Regions from separate parts of the Mus musculus genome. Here region 1 is linked to region 2. Evidence: chromatin contacts called from public promoter capture Hi-C data. All regions are on one chromosome and are shown on one strand. Each heading gives the region's core, a stretch centred on a gene start, on an enhancer-like site or on the middle of the called end of the contact. The rest is flanking DNA. Distances are from core to core; before and after follow the strand shown.

Region 1 (6,165 bases), core at 3,303-5,802, 490 kb after region 2:
ATGGTTGTGAGACACCTTGTGTGCCAGGAATTGAACCCTGGTCCTCTGGACAAGAAGCAAGCAGCCAGTGCTCTCAAGTGTTGAGCCATCTTACCAGCCCCCAAAACAGTTCAATAAAAATAGTTGTTGTTTTTTTTTTTCCTCAGAAGAAAGGGACAATGAGGGCTGGAGAGATGGCTCCATGGTTAAGAGCACTGACTGCTTGTCCAGAGGTCCTGAGTTCAATTCCCAGCAACCATATGGTGGCTCACACCACCCATAATGAGTGCCCTCTTCTAGTGTGTCTGAAGACAGCTACAGTGCACTTACATATAATAAATATATAAAACCTTTATTTAAAAAAAAAAAGAAAGAAAGACAGAGAAGGACAATGAAAAAATAAAATCTTAAACCTTTTTTTTTTTTTTGCAGGGGGAGGGTACTATCATACAGGGCTGTAGCTGTGTACCTTTCTAAGTCTTCCCACTTTCCCAATTACTCGGAAAAGTATGGCTTCCCTTTCTTCTTTCTATGCCTGCTCTAGTGTGCTCTCTCACTCAGAGACTTGGACTTCCTCACTCTTTCTCTAAAGCTCCTCTCCCTGCCGCATGGCTGACTGCCGTCCATGACTGCTTAACACAACAGCATGTTTTTTTTTTAATTTCCCCTTCTTGTCTCCATTCTCCTCTAGGCCACTGCTGCAGATGTACAGTTATCCTGGGGCTCTCTTTGAAATGCTTAAAACAACAACAACAAAAAAAAAGTTGCCCTTGAACTCAAAAAAAAACCAAAACAAACAAAACAAACAGAAAAAAAAAAAAAAACTTAAAAAAATTTTTTTTTGAGACTTGGTCTTACTATGTAGCCTAGTTTGGCCTTAAATTCTCTTAAAGTTTTCTTCCCTTCCTTTTTCCTTTCCTTTCCTTTCTTTTTCCCTTCCTTCCCTCCCTCCCTCTTTCCTTCCTTCCTTCGTGACCCTGGCTGTCCTGGAACTCCCTATGACCTTTTTAGTGGAGAGCCACCTGCCTCTGCCTCTTGATTGCTAAGATTAAACCTTTCACCACTATACCAGGGCTATCACTGGGCCTATCAAATTCTTGATCTCAAAGACCATAAAAGAAAAGAGTCTTTCCAAGACTCATTTAAAAATGAACTCCTTGGCCGAATGTGGGAGCCATGTTCCCAGCCCCTCTGGCTTCTAACCATCACACAGAAACTCGGGCTCACCACGGAAAGTCACTCGAGTTTACCTGCTACTTTATACAGCCCAGGCTGTGCTTTCCGGCAGCTCTGCTGCCCTCAGCCAGCCAGGCAGGCAGAGAGGAGGAAGACGACCCTTACCTGGTTCATGCCAGCGTTGGCGAAGAGCAGAGTGGGGTCATCCAGAGGGATGGTGGCGGAAGAGTGGACATAGGTGTGCTCATTTCGTCTGAAGAAATTTATAAACCGCTCTCGGATCTCTCGTGCTGTTAAAGTGGCATCCATTTCGGAAAGTCTCCTCGGGAACTAAAAGGAAGAAGGAATGACGACGGCAAGTTAGGGAAATAAAAGTAAAAGTGGGGATTACACAAGACTCGTGTCGTCTCAAGCCAAGTCAAATAGGTTAGCTGTTTCTTTGATCCTAAAACTTTCCTGTTGCAATGTCCCAGGTTACAGTCACCCTCACTGGGAAATCTTTGCTGCCTCAGCAGACTGGCCCCGGCTGTCTTCCCCCTGTTGACCCGTCAAGCAAAGCAAGGCTCTTCTTCATGGTTTCATTCATTAACCAAATACGCACTGAGTACCTACGGCTAGGAATCGGCAAGGGTCACCTCAACAAAAGGGGAGTCTGTACCCACTGGCCTCTGAGGAGCTTCCAAGCTCTTTGTTAACCTACAGGCTGAGGCTTGTCCAAAGTTCCATATCCCCAAAGGCACAGGTGCCAGGTTTGGGCTGACACTTGTGTCAGTGGCTATGAACCCAGGGATAAGCCCATCTGTGCCATGGACCACCCTAAAGTATCAAGAATGCATCAACCTCTACGTAGCCTAAACCTTCAGAGCCCTAGCTGGGAAAGAGCCGGGTTCTAGCCATGATATTACGAAGAACTGGGGCTATCTGTATACAGCATCATTTCGAAATGAGTATGCTATTGGAAGAACGAGTCCGGGGACTCAGAAGAGGCAGAGGTTGAGAAAAGACAACTTTATAGCGTCAAAACGTTTTTATGTGCACCCTCAGGTCCCTGAAAGGCAGGGAGTGTGTAAGGTGGGGATGACAGGTTTTGGTTGGAGTGCACCAATCGGCGTCTAGTGCTGTAGTGCTCTGCAGTGCTGGGTGTCCTGACAAATGAGAACTGTCTCATTTTTGACATCATCTAAACATCTCTAGAATTCTAGAGCCAGCTCTAAACTTAACTGCACCACTTTAGCTTGAGTTTAGTGTCTGTGTGGAACAGGACCTTGTGAGCATCAAAAAAAAGTTATTGAACTGGACACTATTTTACGCCCATTAGCACAGAGTTTTTAAACACACCCGCAAAGCACATGACATCCTGACTCAGCCAACCACAACTCCAAATGATCTACTTACAACTTAGTCTATCACTCTGACAGAAGCCCCAAAGGGGCAAAAAGATGGTGACACAGGCTGAGTGTGTGTGGAGGGGTGGGGTGGGGGGTGGGGATGGACTTGCATTCCCACAGGATCTTGCTAGTCACCATAAGGAGTCAAGGTTTTCAGAAATCTTGTCACACCGCCTTCTCTTTTCAGCCCTCCTTAACAATGGCTACAGTTCGACTTTACCTTTAGAGTCATTGTTGCTGAAGAAAACAACCTGCTTCTCTCCACAGACAAGCTGAGGGAACATTACTTTCTAGAGCACACTTGAACCTCCCACCTTTGCCTAAGTAATGAATGAGGACTGTGTGCTAAGAGCCAGTGGAGAACCAGTGCCCCCATAGGGTGGCCACTACATACAGACTACACCAGAGTTGTATACTGGGATCTAACATGTCCATTACCCTATGAAGACTGAAGGCTGTTGAAAGCTGTGTCCCCACTCTGACCATCCCAGAGCTCGGGAGGCTGAGGAAGGAAAATGGAGGGTTGGAGGTTTCCAGGTCAGAGACCCAGCCCCCAATAAATAAATAAATAAATGAATAAATAAATAAAGTTTCCAACATTAAAACTTGTTCTTTCCTCAATATACATAACACGTCTGTAGCAGAGGCAGGTCCGAAAACAGTACATCCCAGCAGGGGCTTAAAAGGCCTTCAGAACTTTTATTTATTTGTTTGTATTTGCAAGCTTGGGGCCAGACCCAGGGCCTTGAATTACAAGGTGACTTCAGCCACAGGACCTTGTAACATATTTCCATTTACAAGCTAGCCGTTCTGCCTGGCCTCTCCTTTCCCTTCTTCCTAATGAGGTCGTTTTGATCAATCACAAAGAAACATACTTAAGCAAACCTTTCCTTTCTTCACCAGGTCTCTCCTCTTTATACTGTCTCCTAGCCTCAAATGATTTATTTGGTGTGACTATTTAATGCTCACCTCCCAATCACAGTCTATGTTACATCTCAGTAGGAATCCTGGCTGGCTTCACTTCACCGTTACAGTGTATTTTCAGTATCTAGTAAAGTGGTCGTCACCCATGCTCATGATTAATTATACTAATCTGTAAATAGCATGCTCTGCACTAACATACTCCAAAGCACACCAGGAAACTTAGACTGTTTGAAAAAATTGCTGAATATATTTGTTCGGGTGAACCTGAAGGTATCAACTATTCTGTTTTTAAGAATCGAATCGGGCCGAGGGTCGTAGCACACGCCTTTGGTCCCACCACTCTTGAAGATCTCTGTGAGTCGAGACCAGCCTGGTCTACATAGTGAAACCCTGTCTCAAAACAGCAACAGAAAGAAGCGAGTCTGGAGTGCTGGCTCACGCCTGTAATTCCAGCACTTGAAATGCTGAGGCAGGAGAACTGCCGCGAGTTCAAGGCCAGCCCGGGTTACAGAGTTGAGTTCAGGCCAGTCTGGGGTAAGGTGTGAGAACCTAATAAAGAATGAATGAAGATGCCTCTTAGAGAGACTCCATTTATCTTAGTCACCCTGCTCTTCAGGCCTGGTTCCCTAACCCCCTAAGAGATTAAAATTAGAGGAGACAAACCCTTAGCTCTGGGTGGCGACTGAAGAGCAACCGCGATCTTCCCAAGGTCTTGGTCCTCTGCAAGTCCACCAGAAACCACACCACTCTCAGTGCTCCGAGGGAATAGCAAAAGCTACTCTCGAGATCCGGCTCCTGCGGAGACCGGGTCCTGACCCAGGCCAGGGGCGGGACCGCCCGGCAGCCCGCTGCAGCTGCCCCTCCCCCTCCAAGCGCCGGCTCTTCTCGTAGAGCTCTCGGGGCTCACTTGCTTTTTTTCCCGAGGGTCCGGGTCCCCAGGTCCTTCCTTGCCCGGAGCCCACCGCCACTCGCCGGCAGTTACCTGCTCCCTCAGATGCGCACAAGAAGCTATACTCACCCGCCACAACCGGTGCCAGAGCCGTACCTCACCATCCAATCAGAGCGCTCTGATGAAAAGTGACCCGCTACGCCTTGTCATCCTCTGATATGATTGGTCCACTGGCATGCCAATCATTCGGAGCGCGAATGAGCTAACAAGCCGGTTTCTGGGAAGGCTCCTGGGCTCGGCTGATGCAATGCTCAAGAAAGCTAGGACATGGAGTGTCACGTGACAGGGTTGACTATTGGCTTCAGGAGGCAGACATTTTGGGTTCTATTGGCAAAGCCCTAATAGTTGACAGTTAACAAGAGGAATGAAAACATGAATTTGGTGGCGATCACAGATTTTGGCATAGAACTGTTTAACTGCAAAGTGATACACGTACCTCAAAGGTTCGTTTTTCGGCCTTTTGAAACGGAGCAAGGTGGTCTTGAAATCAGGGGATTTGCCAGTCTTGCAGGTGTGCACCAATCAAATGTTCTTATTGTTATCGCGTATAGATCGGCATGCCTTCTTTAACGGTACCCTGGACTGAAATAAGTGCTTCAACCACGCCGAAGCGCTTTGGCACTGACTGATACGTCCGGTTCTCTCTTTGAGACAGGGTCTGGATAAATTGTCCAGGTTGGCCTTGAATTTTTCACTCTTGTCTTAGCCTCCGGAGTAGGAGGCAGTACAGTCCTGTGACATTAGGCATAGCTTTATATTTGTCCTTCAGGTCCCAATAAGAAGAAATTCGGGTCTTGATTTTGAAGAGGAAGAAATGACGTAACCCAAGTTAAAGGACATCTGTCCCTCTGTTTGCTTTAGAAAACAAGTCAACATTCTTAGGAAACGCCTACAACGGTGACGCACATCCATAGTCCCAGCACTTGAGAGCCAAGAGGATCAGAGCTTAAGGCTACCCTTGGGCCTTGGGCACAGTCTCAAAATAACACACACAAAACCTAAAATCTATAGGTAAGGCATCACACTAAAAAGTTCACACACCGTTTAATTTTTAAACTGTATTATCAGGTCTGCTAGTACCACTTTTTCACAGATGAGGAAACCCCAAATTACACGAAAACTTTTTCATGATGTACAGCTTTACAGAACAAAGAGAGTCATAAGTCAAGGTAATTTTAAAATATAGTGATGGTTATATCTGAAAGGCGACTATAGCAAGATGGAAAGCTTTTCTATAGACCCAAGATGTTATCTGATGGCATCTTTAGCTTTTTGGATGGTGGAAGCCAGTGGTCTGGTAAGTTAATAGATTCCAAATGGTTTCTATCTGTTAGTACAAGACTTTATTAGTTCAAACACAGAAATGGACAAAGAATGGTTGTTTTCAGAAGGCCAGAACTAGTCCAAGACAAATTCAATTAGCCTGTGAGCTTACGACATTCCTGTCTTCACAGTACTGACCTCAGATCTAATCAGTCAATTAGTATCCACAGACATAGTATAGTCTCTTTCCAGTTTTTGTTCACAGCTATATACCAAGACCTTGTCTTTTTATTTTTATTTTTTCCTCTGTTTTTACATAGTCCCTGGCTATCAAATAACTCAACAAATAAACCAGGATGGCCTTGAACTCACAAAGATTTGCCTGCCTCTGCCTCCCAAGTGCTAGGTTAAAGGCCCTTGCAACAGGATCAGCTTTTCTTTTTTCTTTTCTTTTCTTTTCTTTTTCTGTCTGTCTGTCTGTCTGTT
Region 2 (6,481 bases), core at 95-2,594:
CAGTGAAATGATAGTCACCCTAGCCTACAGACAAGTTTGTCTGACCTTTATAACCAGCGTCTGCTGGGGGAAAGGAGTCTACACCTCCTCTCCATTCATGCAACGATCTTCAGAGAGGAATGCTGGTGACAGTTTATACTTGAGCCTTTACAACATGTCAGGCCTAGTGCTTGGCTCCTCTCAACAGCTAAGTATGATATACCCCCTTCTGTAGACAAAGAGATGCTAAGCCAGTTAACCCAGGACTTCAAAGGATAGGGTTGAAGAGGAGCCAACTAGTATCTACTATGCTAAACTTCCTGATTAATTTTTATTTCATCCTCAAAAATTGTCTAAGACTCCAAAAACTGTGTGGATAAAGATATTGCTAGTGTTAGAAATTAAAACCATGAATAGGGAAAAAAAACCATTATGGTTAAATGGCAACTACCATTAACATTAATTACACATCTTCAGTGAAAAAAAATAACACTTTTCAAAACCAAAATGATGTTATCAAAAAGAGGGTCAGCCGGGCAAGTGGTGGTGCACGCCTTTAATTTCAGCATTTGGGATGCAGAGGCAGGCAGATTTCTGAGTTCGAGGCCAGCCTGGTCTACAGAGTGAGTTCCAGGACAGCCAGAGCTACACAGAGAAACCCTGTCTCAAAAAAAAAACAAACAAAAAAAAACCCAACCAACCAACCAAACAAAAAAACAAACAAAAAAAGAAAAGAAAAAAAGAAGGAAAAAAGTCATGTCGTTTAATATTCAGTTTAAACTTCCTCTCAGAGTAAATTCCCTCTGTACTACACATCCTCGGGAGAACTATACCGCACAGTGATGTTAGTAAGATTATAAAATTGTTTTTACCTTTAGGGACTTGTTTTCTCCTCCACCCCCAAAGTGTTGTTCGTGGAGAACCTCAGGAACTACTTCAGAGGCACGGCTGTACAGCATGAAACAAAAAATTGTGCACTCAGATTTTTCAAAGCCTTGATGGCAGGAATCAGAAGAGGTTTTTTCCCTTGGTAGGGATGTAGGTTTTGTTTATAGGCTATGTGTAGGAGAATACGGGGATACCAACCAAATACCAGCAAAAATACAGGACAACTGCCATCTACTCTCTGAACTCAGGCTCTTCCTGGGTAACTGACGCTGTGCTGACATTTGACTACAATTCCCAGCAGAGCTCACGGCAGGGGGCGTGTCGGCAGCCGCGGGGTGCCCAGGTGACTCGTACTGATGACGAAATGAAGGGGCGTTCCTGTTTTGGGGCAGACCTGGTCCGTGGTTGGGGGAGAAAGCAGAAGAGGCGGGGTCTATCATTGGGGTAGCCAATCAGTTGTGGTCAAGTGAAAGGGAGAAACTGGGCGTGGCCGGATTTATTAGCAGGCTGTGTGGGGCTTACTCACGCGGGGAGTCTCGGACTTGGGGGTGGGGTTGGGGGTGGAGGGTCGCCTGCTGGCACCCCACGATCGGGCTAGTGAGATGGCGGCGCGCTGGAGCAGCGAGAACGTGGTGGTGGAGTTTCGAGACTCTCAGGTGAGCTGTGCGTGAATGGAGCCATCTGGGAATGGAGCCATCTGAGCATGCGCTTTCCGTGGTTTACACCCTCACCCGCCCCCCCCCCCATCCCCGCACCCCTGCACCCCCGCCTTTTCATCCATCCCTTTGCTCAGGGTGGGAAGATGGACGCGGTGCTCATCTGGAGCTGTCAGTCAGGATAGCTAAGGAAGCTTTGATTACTGGTCAGGACAGTTAGGGCAAAGGCGTGTATGGCCTTTAGGGTTCCAAACAGGCTTATGGTCTTGGGACGCCAAGATAGTGATTGTAAATGCTAAAGGGATTCTGACCTTGTTCAAGGTAGTGAACTGGGGGAGGTGTCCACTCCCTGAGGTAGTCGACTGCACTTGGTGACTTCGGGAAAGTTGCAGAACTTCTCTGAGCCTCAGTTACTTGGACCAAGTCTCACCTTGGACCATTTTGGGGGTGAATTTGTGAAATACTGTTTTGCGGAGCATCTGTTTCAGCCTAAGTGGTTGCTAATGTGGGAAATACTCTGTCGTTGACAAGATACATGTATTGCTTAGATTGGACACCTGTGAGCCCATCCCTCACATCACTCTCCACGCCTCGGTTTTCTTTTCTTTTTTTCTTTTTTCTTTTTCTTCTTTCTTTTTGGTTTTTCGAGACAGGGTTTCTCAGTGTAGCCCTGGCTGGCCTGGAACTCATTCTGTAGATCAGGCTGGCCTCGAACTCAGAAATCTGCCTTTTTCTGCCGCTGCCTCCCAGATTAAAGGCAAGCGCCACTACTGCTCGGCTATGCCTAGTTTTCTTACCTGTAGAAGGGAGGTTATTATACTTACAGGACTGGCATGAGAATTTTATGAGGCCACATGTTTAAGAAGTGTGGCACATGGCAAGCTTTAAAAATTGTTAACATTGGAGGCCTGCAAGGTGGCTGGCAAAGGCACTGCTGCCAGGCTTGCCAGCCTGAGTTCCAGGACTCACATGTCAGGAAGAACCAGCTGCCATACAATGGTCTCCTTCCTCCATCTGAAAGACTCCGAGAGGAGCCCCTCACTCAGGCCTCGGGACAATAGTGGACACCCAAGAACTCAGGAGAGACCAAGCTTGATGCAAACCACACAAGGCTTTATTTGGGGAAAGCCAGAGCTCTGGAGACGACTCATATCCCACGCAGGGGTAGAGGAGTCGACCACGAGGGGAAAAGGGGCCCAGTTTTTATAGGCCTTCAGGGGGAAAGGAGAGGGAGGGAGAAGGGGATTTCCAGATCTAAACAATGTCTATTCTCAAGAAATGGGTATGGGAGGGGTACAAGGAAAGAGTCTGGTGCAGGTGTAGCAACTCTGGATTGGCCCGGCTGTGGTTGCTGGGGAGATTTTCTGACTCTTTCTCAGCAACCAATATCACAAACACCTGGCAATGGGCTTCATCAGTGGGCACACACATGGGTTCAAGGAATGGCCAAAACATTGGCAGACAAACGGCTTCAAGGAGTGGCCAGAGCATTGTGTACCTCTATTTTTCTAAATCAGTGAAGCTAATTCTGCTAACAATGAAATCTATTTTGCCAATTTCAGGGCTTCTGTGACCTTTTACATTCTGTCAGGATCTTTTACATCCACATCCCGTGGCACTCGTACACACAGTCAATAAGTGAACAATAAAAAATAAAAACAATATCTTTTAAAAAACATTAGCATTGAGTGCTTGAAATGTTTCAGGTATTGGCTCTTGCCAGCCTCCGACCACTTGAGTTCTGTCCCCAGGACCCACATGGCTGAAGGACCAAACCGGCTCCCACAAGTTATTCTTTGATCTCTACACATATTGTGTGGCATGTCTGCCCACACTCATATACACACAAAATTAATTAAAAAAACTAATTTAAAAATTAAAAAAGAGTTTTTACTGACTGGCTATTTTAATCATTTTTCCTTTCTTTAAATTCAAACAAAACATTATTATAGTGAGTGTATGATATATCAGAGGACAACACTTGGGAATCTATACTCTTTTACTGTGGAACTTAAGCTTATGTCAACAGCTGTATCTAGCTAGAATCTTTATACTATGAGCCATCTTGAAGGTACCCATGTAAAATTTTAGGTGTATGGTTGTTTTGCCTGTTTATATGGGAATCGTTCATGTCTAGTGTCTGCTGAGGCCAGATGGAGGCACAGAATCTCCTGGAACTAGAGTTACAGGCAATTGTGAGCCTCCATGTGGATGCTAGAAATCTAACCTGTGTGCTCTGGAAGAGGAAGAAGCAGTCTCTTCCTCCAGTATCTCCCCCCCACACCTTTTTTTTTTTTTTTCTTTTGAGACAGGGTATCATATGTAACTCTGGCTGTCCTGGAACTTATTATGTAGACTAGGCAGGCCTCCGACTCAGAGAGATCCTCCTGCCTCTGTCTCCTGAGACCAGGGGTTAGAGGCACAGGCTAGGACTCTTTTTTTTTTTTTTTTTTAAAGATTTATTTATTTATTATATGTAAGTACACTGTAGTTGTCTTCAGATACACCAGAAGAGGGCATCAGATCTCATTACGGGTGGTTGTGAGCCACCATGTGGTTGCTGGGATTTGAACTTCGGACCTTCAGAAGAGCAGTCGGGTGCTCTTACCCACTGAGCCATCTCACCAGCCCCGCTAGGGCTCTTTTGAAGCAGGATTTCATGCGTTCCAGGCACACTGAGCATAGTGTTAGCTGAGGAGATCTTGAGCTTTTGATCCTCTTGCCTTTACCTGCTCAGTGCTGAGGTCATAGGTGTGCACCACCACACAGAGTTTTAAGCAGGCCTCAGGGCTTCATGCATGCTATCCAAGTACAATACTAACTGAGCTACATCCCTGTGTTTTTATCATTTTTCTGTATTGTGTCAGGCTTCATGCTAGGCAGTCTATCTATGTGTTCTTTTTCTACTTGAAAGAGCCATGCAGGCTAAGTAGGTATTACCCTAGCTGGGCCTGGTGGCCTTTAATCCCAGCACCCGGGAGGCAGAGGCAGGTGGATTTCTGAGTTCAAGGCCAGCCTGGTCTACAAAGTGAGTTCCAGGACAGCCAGGGCTATACAGAAAAACCCTGTCTCGAACCCTCCCCCGACCCCCAAAGAAAAAAGTAGGCATTACCTTTTTCCACCAAAACAGGAAGCTGGTCCCTGCTTGGCTGATCTTGAGAGAGTTGTCTAAGGCCTCCTGCATGTGGCTGGTGGCACTGGGATTTGTACAGTCTTTGGCCCCAGAGCTCATTACTCAACTTTATCTCTTAATAGCTCATAATGCGTCACACATAGGTTCATAATAAAACATCGTGTCTCACTTTCCTGATACCTAGGACATTTCTTCTCAAGTTTTTTCATTTATTCAACAAATATTTATTGAGTACTTTCTTACATTTTTTGGTTGTAAGCCTAGTCTTTAATGGCTGCGTCATGTCTCCAGCCCTGAATGCTTTCTGTGTGTTAGACTTTTATTCACCTGTTTATTTATTTATTCAATAAGGACTTATTTATTTCAGTTTTTGTGTTTTTATGTGTGTGGTGTGCAAATATATGCGTATGCATGTTTTTGCATGTGTCTACACATGTGTCTTGGGGTTTCTTTTGATGTGAAGAGACCATGACCATGACAACTCTTTTTTTTTTTTTTTGGTTTTTTTGAGACAGGGTTTCTCTGTGTAGCCCTGGCTGTCCTGAAACTCACTTTGTAGACCAGGCTGGCCTTGAACTCAGAAATCTGCCTGCCTCTGCCTCCCCAGTGCTGGGATCAGAGGTGTGCGCCACCACCGCCCGGCTTCATGACAATTCTTATAAAGGAATTTTTCTTTGTTTGTTTGTTTGTTTGTTTGTTTTCAAGACAGGGTTTTTCTGTGTAGCCCTGGCTGTCCTGGAACTCACTCTGTAGACCAGACTGGCCTCAAACTCAGAAATCCACCTGCCTCTGCTTCCCAAGTGCTGGGATTAAAGGCGTGTGCCGCCACTGTCCAAAAGGAAAATATTCAATTGAAAAATTTTAATCAGCTTGCAGTTCAGAGGTTTGGTGCATTACTATTATGGTGGGAAACATAGCGGTGAAGCAGGCAGACATGGTGCTGGAGAAGGAGCTGCATTCTACATGTAGATCAACCAGCAATAGGAAAAAAACTGGGGGCCACTAGGCATGCTTGAGCTTCTGAGACTTAAAAGCCTGTCCCAATAGTGTCACACTTCCTACAACAAGGCCACATCTCCTAATGGCACCACTCCCTTTAAGGGTCAAGCATTGAAACATATGAGACTATGGGGCTGTCCCTATTCAAACCACATAACACGTGTGGGTGCATGTGCAGGAGGCCCAAGGTTGATGTCAGGAATCGTCCTGGCTGCTTTTCTACTTTGTTCATGGAGGTAGAGTCTCTCTGTGAGGCCCAGAGCTTGCCAGTATGTCTAGTCTTGGTAGCCAACTTGCTCTGAGAAATCCAGTTTCTTAGTTTTTCAAGTCTAGAAGTACTGGGAGGCTACTCTGCCCACCCTATATTTATGTGGGTTTCTTTCTTTCTTTCTTTCTTTTTTTAAAGATTTATTTATTTATTTATTTATTTTATGTATATGAATACACTGTGGCTGTGCAAATGGTTGTGAGCCATCCTGTGGTTGCTGGGAATTCAACTCAGGATCTCTCCTTTCTCCGGCCCTGCTCACTCTGGCCCAAATATTTATTTATTATTATATGTAAGTACACTGTAGCTGTCTTCAGACACATCAGAAGAGGGCGTCAGAGCTCATTTTGGATGGTTGTGAGCCACCATGTGGTTGCTGGGATTTGAACTCAGGACCTTCAGAAGAGCAGTCAGTGCTCTTAACTGCTGAGGCCTCTCTCCAGCCCCTTATGTGGGTTTCTGGAGATCTGAACTTTGGTCCTCATGGTTACAAGCGTGTGTTTTAACTGTTGAGCCAGTCCCCTTTAAACGTAAGGATTTATTGTGGTCTTACTAGCG

The links. Promoter capture Hi-C pulls out the DNA fragments that hold promoters and counts their contacts.
Region 1: a contact with region 2 is called in a promoter capture Hi-C map of pre-B cells, with 2.6 times the contacts expected there. The contact joins the promoter of Aars here to the promoter of Wdr59 in region 2. A contact is called at or near these places in 3 of 39 promoter capture datasets (liver and pre-B cells), 1 of 484 Hi-C or Micro-C datasets (CD4 T cells) and 1 of 115 datasets of contacts at active chromatin or transcription factors (memory CD8 T cells).

Annotation. Positions count from the first base shown.
Region 1 is chr8:111,032,229-111,038,393 of GRCm38.p6, reverse strand. It overlaps Aars (alanyl-tRNA synthetase), which reads right to left and starts at 4,552. Exons shown (of 21, transcript NM_146217.4): 1 at 4,131-4,552; 2 at 1,321-1,485. The coding sequence starts at 1,464.
Region 2 is chr8:111,516,970-111,523,450 of GRCm38.p6, reverse strand. It overlaps Wdr59 (WD repeat domain 59), which reads left to right and starts at 1,344. Exons shown (of 26, transcript NM_001170742.1): 1 at 1,344-1,523. The coding sequence starts at 1,470.